Linked DNA regions of Canis lupus: region 2 is linked to region 1. Evidence: chromatin contacts called from public Hi-C data. All regions are on one chromosome and are shown on one strand. Each heading gives the region's core, a stretch centred on a gene start, on an enhancer-like site or on the middle of the called end of the contact. The rest is flanking DNA. Distances are from core to core; before and after follow the strand shown. Region 1 holds the start of SP100 (nuclear autoantigen Sp-100). Region 2 overlaps SP100 (nuclear autoantigen Sp-100).

Evidence for each region. Hi-C and Micro-C count contacts between places; a contact is called where the count stands out from the background.
Region 2: a contact with region 1 is called in a Hi-C map of blood, with 1.7 times the contacts expected there. The contact joins the enhancer-like site here to the promoter of SP100 in region 1. A contact is called at or near these places in 2 of 9 Hi-C or Micro-C datasets (both in blood).

Annotation. Positions count from the first base shown.
Region 1 is chr25:42,718,239-42,724,920 of UU_Cfam_GSD_1.0, reverse strand. It overlaps SP100 (nuclear autoantigen Sp-100), which reads right to left and starts at 2,764. Exons shown (of 29, transcript XM_038574098.1): 1 at 2,607-2,764; 2 at 373-492. The coding sequence starts at 2,638.
Region 2 is chr25:42,751,406-42,758,087 of UU_Cfam_GSD_1.0, reverse strand. It overlaps SP100 (nuclear autoantigen Sp-100), which reads right to left. Exons shown (of 29, transcript XM_038574098.1): 3 at 1,774-1,936; 4 at 231-399. Among named protein-coding and RNA genes, the nearest start is that of SP100, 33 kb to the right of the region's middle. Within about 2 kb of position 3,132, at least 2 of the 20 cell types and tissues checked have an H3K27ac peak or open chromatin away from gene starts, as enhancers often do. A contact at or near this core is called in blood, where this site is marked.

The DNA.
Region 1 (6,682 bases), core at 1,515-4,014:
GGCAGGTAAAAAAGCCAGTAAAGCAACACAGAATCCAAACTGCAGACAGAATTAAGCTGGGAGAGTAACCCAGAGGGTGAAGGAAACATCCCCACAGCACTCACAATCACACAAAAAGCTCAATAAATACAGCAAGAGCCTAAAGATGGGATGGGAAAGAAGGAAAAGAAAGAAAGAAAGAAAGAAAGAAAGAAAGAAAGAAAGAAAGAAAGAAAGAAAGAAAGAAAGAAGGAAGGAAGGAAGGAAGGAAGGAAGGAAGGAAGGAAGGAAGGAAAGAAAGAAAGAAAGAAAGAAAGAAAGAAAGAAAGAAAGAAAGAAAGAAAGAAAGAAAGAAAGAGGGATCCTTGGGTGGCGCAGCGGTTTGGCGCCTACCTTTGGCCCAGGGCGCGATCCTGGAGACCTGGGATCGAATCCCACGTCGGGCTCCCGGTGCATGGAGCCTGCTTCTCCCTCTGCCTGTGTCTCTGCCTCTCTCTCTCTCTCTCTGTGTGACTATCATAAATAATAAAAAAAGAAAGAAAGAAAGAGAAAGTGGTTTACAGTAAATCTGCAAGGCCGTAGAAACAAATTAAGATCCCTTATTCACCCCCCACCAAATAAACATAATCAACTTTTTAAAAACATAAAAATAACAAGAAATGCAGAAAAGTACTAACAATTAAATGATTGATGTGGAAGAAACGTTTGAGACAACCATTCCGAGCAGAAAGTCAACAATGGAAAGAGATGAGTATGCAGGGCACAGACACCAGCTGTGAAGGAAGCATAATTTTGCCCCACGATTGAAAAAGAAAATGTTTCTTTTGTGATGCAAGAGAAGGGACTTCAGTGCAGTGAAGGTAGACTTGAATCTGCCATCTTAAGAACCCGAGAGCTGCGGTGAAGGACCATGCGTGGAATATCCATCAGTAGCTTTTCTGCATCGCTTCGATTAATTAGAACAACAGAGGGTGCATCAATACTATAAAAAGCCCACACTCTAAACTTTAAGCTCTAATAAGATCAAGTTACCATGAACATAGTTCTAAGACAAGGAGAGTATATTTTTAACTTTCAGAATATTTAGCAAGTTCTCCCTTCTTATTAAAGAAGCGACGATTGTGTCAACTGAAAACACTGGCAGGAAATGAACCAGGAATTGATTGAAGAAGCAAATGGCCAAGAAACCAGAAACATTGTCCAACATCCCATGGGATCCGGAAAATGCACACTAAAACAAGATGCAACTCTTTAACTACCATCTTTGGAAAGTTTGGGTGTGGGGAGATGGCTTATCCATCTGAACATACTGATTCAGCTACTTAGAAAAGCAATCGAGCAGGATGCATAAACAAGTAAATATTAGTAACCTTTGCCTCCCCGATTCTACTTTTTTTGGTTGCTGACATGAGACAAATACTTGTAAATGTACACAAATATAAGGAAATCGATGATTCATATCATAGTTTCTTGACAAAGTGAACAACTGAAGATGACCTAAATGTCCGTCAATGGACACTGCAGGATGACTTAAAAATTGTGGTGTATCTATTCTATGGAAAAGCATGTGGCTCTTAAAAAGAATGAAGTAGACATATATTAAGGTGATCTCTAGAATTTTCACTATTAAAATAAGATAAAATGAAAAATGTAAAATAGCATATACAATATAATCCCATTTATTAAAAAAAAAAAAAAAGCCAAGGCACAAAGTGCTTATTTAGGGAAATAAGCTACACCTATAAATGCACAGAAAAAGATCTGAAAGTTTATGCCGGAAACACTTAATAGGACCCAGGTTAGAAGTGGTGGCGGGGTAGGTGGTAAACAGGATGTTTTTCCCTCTATATAATTTCCATTTTGTTTAAAATTTGCTGAGAAAAAAAAATACAATTTGCTGAGCAAGAATATATAATGTATTTCTTTTCTATTAAACAATAAATTGATCAAAATAGTAATATTATCTCTGACCCATCACTAGAGAACTAGATAGGCTTTCCACCCCCTTCCAGAACAACAAAAAATCGTAGTAAAGATAAAAATCCTGAGCCTGCGCTACATACTTTGGTGGTCAGGAGCCTTTCTCTTTTCTTTACTTCCTTTGGTCAAGATGATGAGGAAAAACCCAGACCCCCAGCCAGAGATAGAAGCAGGGCCCGAGCCGATGATGGAGGCCCGTTCACAGGACAGGTGTTGAGACCACAGCACCCAGCGTTTGAGCAGAAGTCAAGTGTGTTTACTCTGCACGGCCTATTTTCTCAATGTGACCTTTTCTGAAGTGACTCACGAAGGTAGAGGAGGCCTGAGGGAAAGTAGAAAGTTCAGAGGTCATGAGGAGGAGACAACAAATCCCTCTGGCAAGCCTCAGAGAGGAGAGGGCCTCCAGCTGAGCAGCGTTGCAAAACCAGAAAGTCCTGCGTGTGGCGTGGTCGTGAGCTGACCCCAGCCCCTGATTCCCTCATGACCTCTTCCAGCACTTTATTATACCGCAAGCCAGCATTCTTGTAGACCGGGTCTAAAGTCCAGATTTTGTTTTAGGGTCTCAACTTTGGACTCTTTAGAAAGACAGTGAAGCAGCCCCCAGCCAGAAAGAGGGAGGGATGAGAGGGAAAGAGATCAAGACTGACCTGGAACTGAGGTCTCTTTCCCCATCGGCCATGTTTCCACTCTGGGCCCCCCTGGGCCCCCGCCTGGGCCTCAAGTATGGCCTTCGGACCCTGCTTTGGGGCGGCCTGGTTCACGGTGGCTGCTAAGCCCAGAGCAGGAAGTTTGTGAATTGACTCAGGCACACAGAGCTCCGCCCAGGTTGGGAAAAGAGAAGTGAAAGTATCTCTCTTTTGCTGGGCAGATAGGGTTTCCTTCCTGCAGCTCCTCCATGGTTCTCAGGCCCCAAGACTTGTGCCAGCAGGCATAGAGGGCGAGGAGGGACTCCTCAGGGCCTGGAGAGGCCGGGGCCAGTCCCTGGGGTCCACTTGTTGGACACAGAAACATCTGTGTGTCCTCAAGTGCTCCTGCCTTTCTGTCTAAAAGGGCTTCTGAGTGTAATGGGGTGGGCAGTGGGGAGCTTAGTGTTTGTCCCTTCCCCTGGCTGACATGGCTGGGGGGCGAAAGGAGGGAGAGTCGGAAGATTCTTGTCTTCTCCCTTCCTGTGGGAGAGCCTGCACTGGGTAAGGTCCCAGCATGGGAACACGGGGCTGCAGGGAGCCCAAACGCTCAGCATCATATACCTGGGGAAATGTTCTTACTGTTCCTAGAACTCCACTGCAGGTTAAGAGAGAAGTCTGCAAGGCCACAGCCAAGGGGGTGACGTTGGTTAACATCTCCAGCACATGAGTTTAAGGTACCCTGACCCCAGGGATGATGAGACACCCGAAAAGGAGTCCTGGGAATGCTGAGCAGGGCAGGCTTCCTCCCTTGGATGGAGGAGGCTGGAACTGAGAAGACCGGGAAGCAAATGGGCAGGTGAGCCCAGTGGGGAGGGTGACCTCTGCCTCCGAGTCCTGTCTGTCCATGGATTTCTCACTGGGATTCCGAGTGCTCATTCCACAAAGCTTGACTCAATTACACTTGAAACTGCAGGGGAAGGAGGTTTCCACCCTCTTTCCTTAGATATCCTGTCTTTCCCCACAAAGGCGCCAACATCAGCCTGGCGAGGATTCCAGGATGCTGATAAGGACATCCTTACCCATGGGGCGCGGGTCTCTCTGCCCCTCTCTCCCTCCCTCTCATGACTAGAAGGACTAGTAAGCTGAGCCACTGTTGGGCCTCCATGGGATATGTGGCCCAGACAAGGCCCGACACAGATGACACCAGCCTTTTCTAGTGTCCCCTGCCTCTCTCCTTCTCTGTCCCTGGGCAGCAGCCTGAGCCAGGCCACCACCGTGCCAGATGTTGTCATAAACGTGCCAGCTCTTCAGTGGGTCTGCATAGGGTTGCTGAGATAGGCAGCTGGCGGGGTGGGGGCACCCGCGGGTGGCCCTCGTGGGGTTGGCCGTGCCACCTTTGGCTGCTCCTGGCCTGAAGGAGGGTTGGAGCCATTCCTATGGGGCCAGAGGAAGCTGGGCGAGCCCCACCTCTGCAGAAGCTGCTGTGGTTCCTGAGGAATCTGGAGGTCTCTTGAAGAAAGTGAAGTTTCTGTGATCCAGAAAATGCCAGGCCCACCGGCTTAGCAAAGAGAAAGAACCAGCCTGAGAAGTAGATGGAACTCCTGAAAATTCCACTGGCCTGATTTGCAGGAAACAAGGAAGCACCTGGGGCAGTTCTTGCAGCTTCAAGGAATAGTAGTAACACCAGGGTCCACTGTCTCTGTCCTGGAAGGAGCCCAAGTGCTGGACCTGGAGGCCTGGAGGTGGGAGAGGCCACGCTGAGGAGGGACCACCAGGCAAAGGACCCACCAAGGGGACGGGCTCTGTGAGTGTCCCCAGGAGCTGCTTCTGATCAGACTTCCATAGTGGGGCTGTTTTCAATCTGGGAGACCCCTGTGGGGACCAGAGGTTTGTCCCTGGGAACTCAAGGGCAAGAAGAAGCAGCAGCTGAGCAGCAACAGTGGCCACTGGGGCAGGGGGATCAAGAGCCTTGGCACCTCTGTGGATGTAGAAATGGAAGGGGAGGGATGCTTGGGTGGCTCAGGGGTTGAGCATCTGCCTTTAGCTCAGGGTCCTGCAGGGCTGCAGGGAGCCTGCTTCTCCCTCTGCCTATGTCTCTGCCTCTCTGTGTGTCTCTCATGAATAAATATCTTTTTAAAAGAAAAGATTTAAAGGTATTATTTAAAATAAATCTTTTTAAAAAGAAAGAAGAAAGAAAGAAAGAGAAACAGGGAAAGCTGGTGCCTGGCACCTAAGTGGGAATACTCAGGCCCTGCTCCAGTGTCCCAGGAGGGGACATCCATCAGTGGGGCTCACCTGGACCACCTGCCCTTCCCTCCTTTCTGGGGAGACTCTTTAGTGGAAGGTCTGGGTCTGCCCCTTGTCTGGGTCTCCCTGGGTTCATCACACCTGGAGAGGCCAGGGCTCTGTAGGCTTTTCCAAGGTCAGGTGCACAGGGACAGGAGCTTGGGGAGCTGTGGGAGGCTGGGGTTGTGTGTGATTGATTGGAGCACCCTGAGGCTGTGTAGATAAGCCCAATTTAGGGGTTTGGTTTTGGTTTAGGGATCCCCCCCCCTTTTTTTTTTTTGCTACACACTAAGCTATGATGCCCAATGTCTGTTTTTCAGGAAAAGACCTGGTATTTTGAACCACTTCTGTTTCACTTTTATACCTATCTGTCTGCTGGTTTGGTACTCAGGTGAGGGAGAGGGATGCCCTTCAGAGGGGCCCAGTAACTCCCTGACTTGGGCCCAGCACATGGGTACATGTTCTTTCCACGAGTTCTCGTCTGCCTGTGCCCCAGATGGGGAAAGAGGCTGGGAGCCAACCCCCCCTTGCAATTGCATGGTCATGATAGTTAGCCCCTGTGGATCCGGTGGTCATTTGGTGGCAATATTTCAGTGTTGAGGGGCTACCTGGGGGCGGAGCCTCTTCTCCCACGAAGCAGAACCTCAGGGACTAGGCAGGTGGTGGCCAAACCTTGGACTCCCCGCAGCAGCAAAATCTGGACCAAGCCACGGGGATTGCTGGGGGTGCAGGTGGGAAGATTTCTCTAGGGAAGGGAGTGAATCCTCAGAGAGCTTGGAAGAGCATCTGAGGAGGAAATGGTTAAGGGGTGGGGGTTGTGGGGAGTGACACTGAGAACCACCAGGCCTCTAGAGAAAGGCGTCGGGGCCACTTTCTAAAGGTCTGCACTCCCCTCTTGTGATCGTGCTTGGTATTACAGCCTCCCTAGAGCTGGCTTCTGTGGCCTTCGAGAAACTGAAACCGAAAATCCTTTTTTTTTTTTAATTAATTAATTTATTTATTTTTATTGGTGTTCAATTTACTAACATACAGAATAACCCCCAGTGCCCGTCACCCATTCACTCCCACCCCCCGCCCTCCTTCCCTTCTACCACCCCTAGTTCGTTTCCCAGAGTTAGCAGTCTTTACGTTCTGTCTCCCTTTCTGCTATTTCCCACACATTTCTTCTCCCTTCCCTTATATTCCCTTTCACTATTATTTATATTCCCCAAATGAATGAGAACATATAATATTTGTCCTTCTCCGACTGACTTACTTCACTCAGCATAATACCCTCCAGTTCCATCCACGTCAAAGCAAATGGTGGGTATTTGTCGTTTCTAATGGCTGAGGAATATTCCATTGTATACATAAACCACATCTTCTTTATCCATTCATCTTTCGTTGGACACCGAGGCTCCTTCCACAGTTTGGCTATCGTGGCCATTGCTGCTATAAACATCGGGGTGCAGGTGTCCTGGCGATGAAACCGAAAATCCTTCTTGTAACTATTTAACCCCTGAAATGAGCAGTAGCAGGGCCCTGATTTCTTTCTATACGAAAGCATCGGGTTCTGAGATAAGGCTGAACCTTGGCAGTTCGCGCACACGCAAACAAGCTGGTGGCCTGGACAGAAAAGTCTAGTGCCTACCTGCTGACCATCATCTGGAAGGGAGGGAAGGGGAAGGGAGCCCGCCTTACCATCAGGAGCCCTGGCTAGAAGCCGTCGTGGCCCAGGGAGACCTTGGGCACTCCCAGGGCACCTGTGCCCAGAGCTGAGAAAGTCCCTCACAGAGGGTGACGTTGGCCTGGCCAACCATCAGGTTCATGGT
Region 2 (6,682 bases), core at 1,883-4,382, 33 kb before region 1:
TCCTGTGAGTCTAAATGCTCAGTTAAGCAGACCTCTAGGTGAGTATTGTACCATAGCCATTATGCCATTAACTTTGAGAAGGTTCATGACTTGTGTTTTCTTAACTATTATGTCCCCACTGCCCCCGCACTGTGTGTGGCACATTGTAGGAACTCAATATATACTTGTCCAAAAAAAAAAAAAAAAAGTTTGGCCCTGGGCATCAAAAGGTAGATAATAAACCTAATTACCATGTTCGAAGTTCCTATAAATGCCATTTAAATCGGGATATTCTTGCACGTTGACCTCGCTGAACAATGCTTCCAAAAGTGGCAGGTTAAATGTCTTCTCCAGTTCATTGAGAACATTATACACCACTTTTTGTACAGGGATCAGGTTTCTACAAGATTCTTGACAGTCCTTAAAACATATTGAATGGAGAAAATGTAAATCAGACTTCCAGATTACAGAAGAGCCCTAGAAAGAGATTGTATGGATAATGTCTTCCAATTTTCCTCCATCAGTATCTTCTCATATAAAGTTTAAGAATTTCTATTTATTTGTATAGATATTAAGTGAAGCAAGTAGATTCCTTCCTCCTTAAAAATATTCACTTGTGAAACAGATCTCACCCTCATTAACTTCATGTTTTAGAAATAGAATAAGAGGTGATGAGCAGCTGTCCTGTTGCATGGACAACCCTTACTGTTTTCCTGGGACTGACTTGGCCTGGAAGAACTCAAGGAAACCAGATGATAGTTCTCCATTTTTGGGAACTTGGCCATAGAGAAAGCATATTAATAGGGCAAAAAGGAGACTTGCATCTCTGTATATCTCCAGCAATGCCTGGAGATAAAAATCAATCCCAAATTCCAAGACTCCACAAATACCATTACAAAAAAAAAAAGAAAGAGAAAAAGAAAAAAGAACCCTAAAAACTTAAAACTGTTAGAGAAAGAATAACAATCATCAATTCTCAAATTTTGTCCTAACAGGGTATCAATTCCCTGTAGGTTTTATTTTTTTTTATTTTTTATTTTTTTAAATTTTTATTTATTTATGAGTCATAGAGAGAGAGAGAGAGAGAGAGAGAGAGAGAGGCAGAGACATAGGCAGAGGGAGAAGCAGGCTCCATGCACCGGGAGCCTGACGTGGGATTCGATCCCGGGTCTCCAGGATCACGCCCTGGGCCAAAGGCAGGAGCTAAACCGCTGCGCCACCCAGGGATCCCCAATTCCCTGTAGGTTTTAATGTTCTCAGGTCTAAGGACTCAAACTGATGTCCACTGAAGTGATATGTGTCAATTATTATTTTATTAAATTATAATTAAGTTATACATCAATTCATTAATTACTTTATTTATTTATTTATTTTTTAATGGAGTTCAATTTGCCAACATATAGCATAACACCCAGTGTTCATCCCACCAAGTGCTCCCCTCAGTGCCCATCACCCATTAATTACTTTTAATTCTCAGTTCATACTATATTCTTTGCATTCCTACAAGGCATTATACATCTATGGAGCACTCCTGCTTCAGATTTAGCCCATTTGCTGTGCTATTCAACCCAAGTCCAGTGGGCGGCACAGAGAAGCAGGGCTGTCTCTGGGGACAACTAAGTCTCCTTTCCCTTTTTACCTTACAGAAACAGCTGCAACAATACTTGAAAAAGTCTCCCACTCATAGGAGACTCCTCAGTAGTTAGTTGTGCTTGATGTTTGGGTCAAGGATATCAAAATATAACTTCATTTGGGGCCAGTTTACCAGACTATGAGATAATAAACATCACTTACCTCATACATTTTATTGGTGATGAGTTCACGGTCCCGGAGACCCTCAAAGAAAGGAAATGGCTTTTTTATTGCACTTGAAATCTCCACCTTGTATCTTTTGAAGTGTTTGAATAGAGTCTCATAGACAAGTTTCTCCTCAATGTTCTGGTCTTCTATAGTTGCCCTAGAAAGGAAGGATACCATGTGAAAACTGTCATTGAGATTCCAAGATGCTTGTGGTGGCTGTAAGATTTATATATGAAGGATAAGCTGGGAAAAGCTAACATATATTAAGTAAGTGGTCCTGAGCAGAAACAGAATAAATGTAACTGAAGCAATGAGCAAAAATACGATGAAGAAAGAAAGCATGGAGGTCAAAAAAGACTTAAACATGGAACTGAAAAAGTCTATTCAAGTCTGTCTGGATCAAAGCCATTGTAAAGATACCTTCACATATCTGAAATATTTTGTAATTAAAAAAATTTAAATTTAAACAAAATCCAGATAGAAGGAAAAGAGGAATAAAAAGCAATGGAATAAACTATACTCCAATAAAACTAGGAAAAAAGGAAAGCAATGGGATAAAAGTCTAACCTTGAAAATAATTAAAACTAAGAGAAAAATAATATTAGCAAGATAAAAAAACCCAGCTCTTCTCCTATAGTTGTTCAAAGAAATACCATCCTGCATTATAAAACTAATTTATAAAGGATACGGTGTGGTTAACAATGACATGAAACAGCATAAATAGATAATATCACAAGAATATCAAACATTTCTCCTGGGACATCTGGTCCTGCTTTGTGTTAATATAAGTCTGTGCTAGTGTTATATATAGTGAATTTTTCAGGCATCTGAATTTCAGAAATCACTGATGTTTCCTGTGAAAGTAATTTTAAACCCATCTATAATTCCAATTTTTAGTTGATCATTTTATTGCTCTGATAATAATGTTTTAATCAACATCTTGTATTATGAAGACTCAGAAGCTTTCTTTGTCAAACCAAAAGAGAATTATTGCCACTTCCCAGTACTTCGTATGCCTCAGGGAATAATAATGTCACATTATTGTGTCAAATTCCTGCAAAAGAGATGTTTCAGTTCAAAGATTGCAGATGGAAAAGAAGCACTTGTCTTCTCTTTTATTAAAAGCCCTGCTAAAATGATAATAAAGAAATTGGATTCACAATGACAAAAAGAATGGTGGGGCAATGAGCACAAAAGAGATTTCAATCAAAATCTTTCTGATAAAAGTGGCCAATAGAGTGCTAATTGCTCTTGTAGGTGGAGGATGCTTCCAGAGATAAGAGAAACAAAGCATGCCCTGAAGAACCCTGAAGAGGCAGCAGAGATCACAAGGAAGATAAAACTGAAACTGAAAACTTACAACAGAACAGTGCACCTCTAACCCCTCAACCTACAAACTAACCACCTGGAGCCAGGCAGCCTCTCAAAGGCAAACAAACGAGGCTGACCTTTCTATCGCCATGTGTGAAGTTTGTCCCTTACTGGGTTTTCTATATGTGGAATAATACATCATGTATGCTTTGTGCCTGACATTTGTTCATCATCCATGCTATTGGATGAATGGTAGTTTGTTCCTTTTTGCAGTTGAAGGTATTCCATTGTGAGGACCTACCACAATTTGCTTATTCATTTTCCTGTTGATGGACATTTAGATTGATTCCAGTTTGGGACTCGTATGAATAAAGCTGCTGTTCTTGTACACATCTTTTTATGGCATGATGTTTTCATTTCTCTTGGGTAAATAATTAGGAGTGGATCATTGCGTGAGTGTGCTTAGCCATTTTAGAATTTGCCATACTGTTGCTCAAAGTTTATTAGAGGTAGTTTTTCTAATTTTTAGCAATTCTCATGTGTATGATGTGGTATCTCATATAATTTTATTTTGTATTCCTTTAATGACTAATGATGTTGAGCATACTTTCGTATGCTTATTGGCAATTCATGCATTTTCTTTTGTAAAGTGTCTGTTCAAGTCTTTGACCTATATACATTGTTGGGTTGTCTTTTACTACTTACTGATATGTAGCAGTTTGTTTTATATTGTGGAAAGAAGTGTTTTGTTTGATTTATGTATTATGAACATTTTCTTCCAGCCTTTGGCTTGCTTAACCATGTGTTCTGATGAGGAGAAATTTTTAATTCTGATGAAGCCAAATCCATCAATTCTTTTCTTCTGTGGTTAATAATGTTAATGTACTAAGAAATCTTCGCCTACCACAAGTTAATGAAAATATTCAAAAAGCAACTTACAATGTAAGAATGGGTCTATTGCTGGATTTTCTATTCTGTACCACTGATCTATTTGTCCATCCTCATGCCAATAGCATATTGGCTTGCACACTATAGCTTATTGAAAGTCTTGAAGTCAATTAGGGAAAAATTGGCTTGGCTTTTCTAGGTCTTTGGTTTTCCATATATCTCTTAAAATCAATTTGTCAACTTTTATAGAAAAGCCTTTTGGATTTTTATACGGTTTACATTGAAACTTCAGACAAATTTGGTGACAACTGTATCTTAACAATATTAAGCTCCAATCTGTTAACATTTTATAGCTCTCCATTTATTTAGTTTTCCTTAATTCTGCCTAGAAGTGTTTATAGTTTTCAGTAAAGAAGTCATACACATCTGGGCTGGGGAATTTAAGAAACAAAAGAGATCAACAAAGGTGAAGGGAAAGAAAAACAAAATAAAAACAGAGGGAGACAAACCATAAGACACTCTTAAGTACAGGAAACAAACTGGGGGTTGCTTGAGGGGAGGTGGGTTGGGGGGAATGGGTAACTGGGTGGTGGGCCTTAACGAGAGTATGTGATATAAAGAGCACTGGGTGTTATATACAACTGATGAATAACTGAATTCTACCTCTGAAACTAATAAAACACTATATATTAACTAAATTGAATTAAAGAAAAGAAGTTATGCATACTTTTCCTTAAACTTATTCCCAATTAGAAATGGTGTTGCTTTTTAAGTTGGTATTGCTTTAAATGGTATTGCTTTTTAAATTGCTTGCTATAATTGTATGGGAATAAAACTGGATTTCAAAAATATTAACCATGTATTTATAAGCCCTGCTAAATTCTTAGCAGTTATGTATTCCAGTTATGTATTCGTAGATTTCTTTTGGGTTTTATAGAAAATAAATAATCATGTAATCAGTAAGCAAAACTCCTTTTCTTTTCCCAACAATTATTTTTCTTTCTTATTGTACTGGTTAGGACTTTAGACACAATGTCGAAGAAAAGTGATGAGAGTTGACTTCCTTGTCTTGTTTCCAATCTTAGAAAAAGATTAGTATCCACCATTAAATATGATGTTTGCTGTATACATTGTGTGTGCGTGTGTGTGTGTGTGTGTGTGTGTGTGTATTTTTAATGAGACTGAGGAAGTTGCTGTCTATTCCTAGTTTGCTGAGAGTTTTCTCATGGACAGATGTTCAATATTATCAAGTGAATCTGCTGAGATATTTATATGATTTTCCTTCTTTATTCTTTAATTTAGTGAATCATATCAATTGATTTCCAGAGCCTTCTTCTAAGTAGGAACAGTTAACCACAGGTCAGAATAGTTTTGAGAAAATTCTCAAATATCAGAAAGAATAACATACAAAAAGAGAAAAAGTTATCCCAAGAGAAACATAGATATTGTAGGAAATGAGAAACTTTCAAAACCTCCAATATTTTTAGAGAGATTTGAGAATACACACTGCACCACAGGATATAAAGAAAGAGAAAGTGACTGCAATCTTAGCTAATTTTTAAATTGATTTTTAGAAATTTACTAAAATGATTTTAAAATAAAGTTGAAGAAGTTTCCCAGAAAATTAAAAGATTAAAAGGAAATAAAAGTAAATCTGAAGGAAATATAAGAGCATTAAGATAAGTTTAGGTGGTCTAATAGCCACATAATTGGAGTCAAGAAAGCTGTGCAAGGAAATTGCAGAGGAGGAACATATCAAGATAATTACTTTAAAAAGATGCCACAGAGTAAAAGGACATGAATTATTTTAAAGAGTAGTTAGAAAAATGAATTTAAAAAGACATAAACCAGGCAGCCCCAGTGGCTCAGTGGTTTAGCACCGCCTTCAGCCCAGGTCGTGATCCTGGAGACCCTGGATCCAGTCCTGCGTCAGGCTCCCTGCATGGAGCCTGCTTCTCCCTCTGCCTGTGTCTCTGCCTCTCTCTCTCTCTCATGAATAAATAAATGAAATCTTTAAAAAAGTTAAAAAATAAAAAATAAAAAGACATAAACCAAAGCACCTCATTATGAAATGACAACACCTAAAAAATGAAGAGAAAAATTTAAAAGCTCCCCAAAAGAATAAAGAAACTTGTCAACTATGGAGGAATGATGACAAGAATAAGTTGAGAGAGACATCTCATTAGTAACAGTGACTGTAAAGCCATCTCTTCAATACTCAGGTCTAATCAAGACAAATTCAGATATGTAAGACTAAGAAATTTTACTTTACAAACATCCACCTTGAGTATTTTTCCTACAATTTTTTCTATTTCCTTTATGTATATAAAAAGTTTTAAAACTAAGTCATCTAGTATGGTTCTAGTTTATTTATTTATCTAATAAATAGATATCTAATACTGAGCAGCACACACCCACTCTTAAAAACGTTCAATAAGGGGTGCTGGGGTAGCTCAGTCAGTTAAATGTCTGATTTTTTTTTAAGATTTTATTTATTTATTCATGAGATACACAGAGAGAAAAGCAGAGACACAGGCAGAGGGAGAAGCAGGCGACTTGATCCCCAGACCTGGGATCAGGCCCTAAGCCAAAGGCAGACACCCAATCACTGAGCCACCCAGGCATCCCCAAGAGTCTGACTCTTGATTTGGCCTCAGGTCATGATCTCAGGGTCCTGAGATAAAGCCTTGCTTTGGGGTTTGTC